Linked DNA regions of Zea mays: region 2 is linked to region 1. Evidence: chromatin contacts called from public Hi-C data. All regions are on one chromosome and are shown on one strand. Each heading gives the region's core, a stretch centred on a gene start, on an enhancer-like site or on the middle of the called end of the contact. The rest is flanking DNA. Distances are from core to core; before and after follow the strand shown. Region 1 holds the start of LOC100501535. Region 2 holds the start of LOC100384085.

Evidence for each region. A called contact is a pair of places that touch in the nucleus more often than the background predicts.
Region 2: a contact with region 1 is called in a Hi-C map of leaf, with 6 times the contacts expected there. The contact joins the promoter of LOC100384085 here to the promoter of LOC100501535 in region 1. A contact is called at or near these places in 5 of 25 Hi-C or Micro-C datasets (ear, leaf, root tip and 1 more).

What each region holds. Positions count from the first base shown.
Region 1 is chr4:6,007,333-6,010,234 of Zm-B73-REFERENCE-NAM-5.0, forward strand. LOC100501535 reads left to right here and starts at 1,586. Exons shown (of 9, transcript NM_001368659.1): 1 at 1,586-1,825; 2 at 2,269-2,445; 3 at 2,795-2,902. The coding sequence starts at 2,282. LOC100275364 reads left to right here and starts at 400. Exons shown (of 3, transcript NM_001149393.2): 1 at 400-656; 2 at 830-1,020; 3 at 1,108-1,417. The coding sequence starts at 575. The coding sequence ends at 1,218.
Region 2 is chr4:6,255,772-6,258,471 of Zm-B73-REFERENCE-NAM-5.0, forward strand. It overlaps LOC100384085, which reads right to left and starts at 1,351. Exons shown (of 2, transcript NM_001176682.2): 1 at 1-1,351. The coding sequence starts at 1,084. It overlaps LOC100272411 (Monosaccharide-sensing protein 2), which reads right to left. Exons shown (of 6, transcript NM_001352924.1): 6 at 1,984-2,655. The coding sequence ends at 2,223.

The DNA of each region.
Region 1 (2,902 bases), core at 336-2,835:
CGTTTCCAGCGACGCGTACAGCATTCAGGTGTGTGTAGCATAAAAGAATGAGAACGACTCGAGGACGACGACCGCGGCCTTCTCCGATCCACCGGGCCCCGCCGGCCACCAATGAGATCTATAGAGCGACGCGACGGCGGGCATGACGCTAGCTGCTCGACCAACAACAACAAGGTCGTCGGCGGGGCATGCTTGTTGATGCTTCTTCCACTCCCCTGCATCTCATGAGTCATGAGAAACTAGCTTCGGCCTTAATCGGTCGGGCATTGTCAGTTGGGCTTGTCTACAGGGCCTTGGGCGCAGTGTCGGTTTCCTAACGAGGCCCTTTCAAGCCCGGCCCGACAGTGCATGCGGCCAGCTCTCTGGCTCCTTCCGTCCTGCGCTGCGCTGCGCTGGAATGGATAGGGTGTCTCGCAGCTCCAGACGGCCACGTCGGCCAGCCGTCGGCCACTCGCTTCGACTGGCAGGCTCCTACCCTTGCAGACAAAAAACGCAAACACGAGGACGAGGACGAAGGTTCGTTCAGTTCAAGACCAGACGAGGAGGAAGAGAGGCGCGCAAGCGGTCCGGTCTCATGGCGCCCTTCCCCGCCCTCCGCTCATCGTCGCCGGTGGCCGCCGCCGCGGCGCCGTCGCTCGGTCGCGTGTCCGGCCACGGTACGTATCGGCAGCTCGGCTCTCTGCGCTCGAATCCATCTCGGTAGTTGTATACGTACGCGGCAGCGTGGATGTGAATCTAAGCTGCAGAATTTATTCAGTTCAGGCGTTCTGTCTATGTCTTATATTCACTTGTGAGTGAGTGAGTTCCGTCGTCGAAACTCGAAACGCAGCATCTGCGGCGCCCAGCAAGAGGCGCGTCGTCTCCTGCAGGGCCGTCAGCAGCAGGTCGCTGTCCATCATCAGGTGCGAGCAGAGCGCGAAGAAGGGCGGCGGGCCGGACACATGGCTGGGCCGCGCGGCCATGGTCGGCTTCGCCTCCGCGATCGCCGTCGAGGTGGCCACCGGCAAGGGCTTCCTTCAGGTAGGACCGTACGTAACATCGACAGAAGCGAGGAACGAACGCGTGTGTAACAACATATAACAAGAGTTTGTTGTGGGTGGCGTGCAGAACTTGGGCGTGGGTACTCCGGCGCCGACGCTGGCGCTGGCCGTGTCGGGGCTCGTCGTCGGCCTCGCCGTCTTCTTCCTGCTGCAGTCGGGAGGAGGCACGCGAGACTGACGACTGATGGAACCCATGAGCTGAGCTGAGCACGCGTCGAACATCGTCTCCCCACTCGACATCAGTCGTTGCTGTAATGGTTGGTGAAGCGAAGATGAAAACCCAGGACATATATCAGCATCATGTCATGTGTAACAAAGACGACAACTCTCATGTGTTGGTGTTGTCTGCTGCTGTTGTACGACATCCGCCGCTCGCTTGTACGACCGTACTGCACTTCATCTGCCGGCCGGGCGAGCACAGCCGTTCTTTAATAACATGACGGGCGCATGCACACGCCAGCTGACTCTTCATGTCGATTGCGTCCAGACAATTTTGTTAGGACTGGTTTGTTATTAGGAGCAGACCTGCCGTTTCCATGTGCTTGCTTCACGGAGCACGGCAGCTCTGTAAACGGCAGACTCGACGTAGCTTGCACGCACAGGGGTTTTCAGCTAAAAAATCCTCTAGCGACAGTTCATTGGTTGCCCAGTTCACCGACTGCCTTTATAAACAGGGAGCTCGAGCTCGAGTGGTAGCAGCACAGGCACAAGTGCGGTGCCATAAGTGACAGCCACCTCAGTCTCTGTCTGTGGAGCTCTCTCTCGCGCGCGTTGCCATCTCGCAGGTTCTTCATCTCGTCGCTCTGTTCAGGTTCATCGGCTGGCGTTAGCGTTTGTTCTCTCTCATACGACTATTTCATGCGTCCTCTGCTGCATCTCTTCGATTCATCCGTAGTATCTTCTTTTTACAGCTAGTTTGGGAACCCATTTTCTTAACAATTCTATTTTTTTTCAAAAAAATGAACTAATTTTCTTTAATAAAATAAAAGGTTTCTAAACTAGTCCTTAAGTAAAAAAAAGGGGCGGTCCCGAGCAAAGTCAAACGGTCCCGAGCAAGCAAGAAACCGTGTCGTCGATTCTCTTTTCTCTCTGGCTTTCCGTGGCAGCAAGAAGAAGGGATCAAAGGACCGGACCCGTCCGTCCGTCCGGCCGGCCTCCTGATCGCGTCGCGCGCGCCCCTCGAAAAGCCACACCCCGCCGTCTGACCTCGTGGTGACCGGTCCCGCAGGCGGCGACAGGAGATGGACGGGGAGCAGGCGGCGCGGTGGGCGGCGGCGCAGGAGGGGGTTCCCGTCGGGGCGGACCTTGTCGCGGCGGCGCTGCGGCAGCTGCGCTTCCTCGCGGCGGTGGACCGCCGCCGGTGGCTCTACGACGAGGGCCCGCTGCTCGACCGGGCCATACGCAGGTACGGATGATTGGTTGCGGGGGGAAAAACAAACAAACAAGCAAACAAAAGGTTTCTTTGTTTTGAGCGAGGGACTTCTTTTTTAATGCTTTGCTTCTTCATGGTTGGTCATCGACTGTCCATTGCAAGTTCCTCTTTAATTCTGTAGAGCAACCATCTTGATCTTGATGGAAGTCAATATAGAATAAATATCTAGTTGGAAAGTAAGGGGTGGAGGTGCCTGGACTTCAGCTTTCGGTGCAGAATTCAGCACAGAGCTAGGACCAACTGTACAAAGGCTCAGGAAAAAAAATGCCATCTGATTCATGTCCTGAGATATAATACCCATTGTTTTGTTGCTATATTCTAGGTACAAAGCATGCTGGCTTCCGCTTCTTGACAAGCACACTAAGGGTGTGGTTGTAGATGGTCCATTGGTTGTTCCTCTTGATTGTGAGTGGATATGGCACTGCCATCG
Region 2 (2,700 bases), core at 101-2,600, 250 kb after region 1:
CGTTCAGGAGGACGAACTCGCCCATCCGCCGCCCGCCGTGGCTGGACGACCCGCCGGCCACGTCCACGGCCACCATCTCCCCGGCGCGCGGCGCCGCGGACTTGCTGGCGCTGGCGCCGGCGCCGACGGCCGTGCCGGCGTAGTAGTCCCACGCCGGCGCGGCGCTGTTCCTCTCGTCCTGCCGCAGCATGAGCACCATGGCACCGCTGACCAGCAGGATGACGAGCAGGATGATGCCGACGACCACGAACACGCTGGTCTCCTCCTCCGTGGCCGCGTAGTCCGCCTCCGTGGGCGACGGCATGGCCGGCGGGAGCGCCGGGCCGGCGGCCACGCACACCGCGGCGTCGCTGCCCTGCGAGCCGCACAGCCCGGGGTTCCCGGCGAACGAGGACGCGTCGTAGCGCACGGCGACGCTGGGCGGGATGGAGCCGCTGAGGCGGTTGTGGGACACGTTGAAGCGCTTGAGCGAGTCCGGCAGCTTGGACGGGACGGGCCCGTCGATCTGGTTGTGGTCGAGGTGGAGCTCGATGAGGCGCGGCGCGCTGGCGATCGCGTCGGCCGGCAGCGGGCCCGTGATGCGGTTGTTGTCCAGGTAGAGCTTCTTGAGCCACCGCATGTTGGCGAACACGGCGGCGGGGATCGGCCCGGAGAAGTTGTTGGAGGACAGGTACAGCGCGCGGAGGCCGCGCAGGGTGCCGAGGCTCGGCGGCAGCGGGCCGGAGAGGGCATTGTGCTTGAGGTTGACGGAGTGCAGCCGCGGGAGCTTGGCGACGGCGCCGAAGTCGAACGTGCCGGACAGGTTCATGTGCGTGAGCCGGATGCCGACGAGGCTGCCCTTGTAGCACTGCACCCCGGGCCAGGGGCTCGCGGCGTCGCACGGCGCGAACGGCGACGCCGCCGACCACGCCTCCAGCCTACCGGTCGGGTCCGCGAACGACTTCTTGAGATTTAAGAGCGCCGCCATCGCCTCCGCCCCTTCCTGCGGCATATTGCCATCGTCGGCAGCGGCTGCAATGAGGGGGAGGAGGACAAGGAAGAAGAAAAAAAGAGGTGGGAGCCGGAAGGCGAGGAGGGTGACCATGACCGGGTGTGGTGGTGGTCAGAGCCTGTCCTCTAGCTTTCTCCCAGCTCTCTCTTCTCGGACGGATCCTGCCTTTCGTGGCGCTGCTTCGCCCTGGTTTCTGTCTAACGCCTCCTCCAGTGGTTGCGCTGGCGCCCAAAAATAGGTAGGGTGCCCCTGCCCCCGCAGCTGAGACGGCAAGCGACCAACGGGAGAAGACGATGCGATGCAATGCAAAGCAGCAGAGGTACGGTGCTCCAGCTTCTTTCAGAACAGGTGTGGAGGAATGTAATGGGAGACCAAGGCTGGATTACAATTACAACAGAGGATGTCCTACAGCTAAACCTCTCTTTCTCCCTCCCTGGCCTGGCAGGTAAAATGGTCCCTGGCTAAATATAGCCAGGGTGCAAAATAAGCAAGGATTAAATTGGTAAAAGCTGAAACAGCTTCATGTTCGTTGTTGCATTGCACGAATATAACATGCTAGAAATCAAATGCGGAAAATGAGGCATAGGATATGTTTACCTTCGTTTAGAAATTATACATACATATGCTTTTCTTCATAACCACAAGCCCACAACCAGTAAGCCTTTTAAGAAAACAAAATCATCCTCCGAAGAACCTTACGTAACTTGATATGTAATACTTCTCTCTAATAAATGAATTGAGTACCGAAGAATTTCTTGCTGTACATCTAAACCAAAGAAAAATTGTCTATATGCCAAATTTTGTCTAATACTTTATTTCCAATCGCAAATGTCCTAATCTCTCGTAATGACACTCGGATGGATGCAATTTCTTACCTTTCCATGCCACCGGCGACGGCATAAAAAAATATAAGAAAACTGCATGTCCTGGTCCCTTCTATACCACTAGCAATGGTATGGAAGGATAAGAAATTGCATTAGGATATTTGCGATGACAAATAAGTTATAGGGTACATTACAATTACAGTGGAGTACAGGAATTCCCCCTAAGACAAAACACTACAAACACTGCCAGCAACCTGTGGACAGCAAAAGAGTAAACCACTTCGTACACTATCACCAATCCTCCTAACTAGCAAAAACAAATTCAGCATCCAAAGTTACATTTGTCATATGTACACACATCACCATCCATCGGCACTCAGCCTGGGCTACCTCGGTTCCTGGACAATCTACTGTACATGCTCCTGCCTTGAAAGCTTGAACAGCTCCGCAATGAGCTCCAGGTTAAGCATCTTCGTCTCTGGTATTCGATAGTAGACGAGAAAAAGCGGAGCGCAGCACACAAGTGCATAGATCCCACACGCTCCGCCAAGCCCGATGGTGCTCAACATCACCGGGAAGCAGTACGCTGAAAGCAGGCCCCCAAACCAGAAGGAAAGCGAACAGAAACTTGCACATGTCGCACGGGCCTTGGTTGGGAATATCTCGGAGCAGAGAATGTTTGGTATCGGTCCCAAACCAATGACATAGGACCAGAAGCAAATGGTTAATGCGAAGTGGAAGAGGACGGCACTTTCGAACGGTCCCATATTCACCAGGGTGGACATAGACATAACACTCAATGATAGTATCAGGACAGGAGTAGTGGCCAGCACAATAACCCTGCAAAAAATGTTGAGATGTATTAATAAGTAGTTTCTCTTAGAA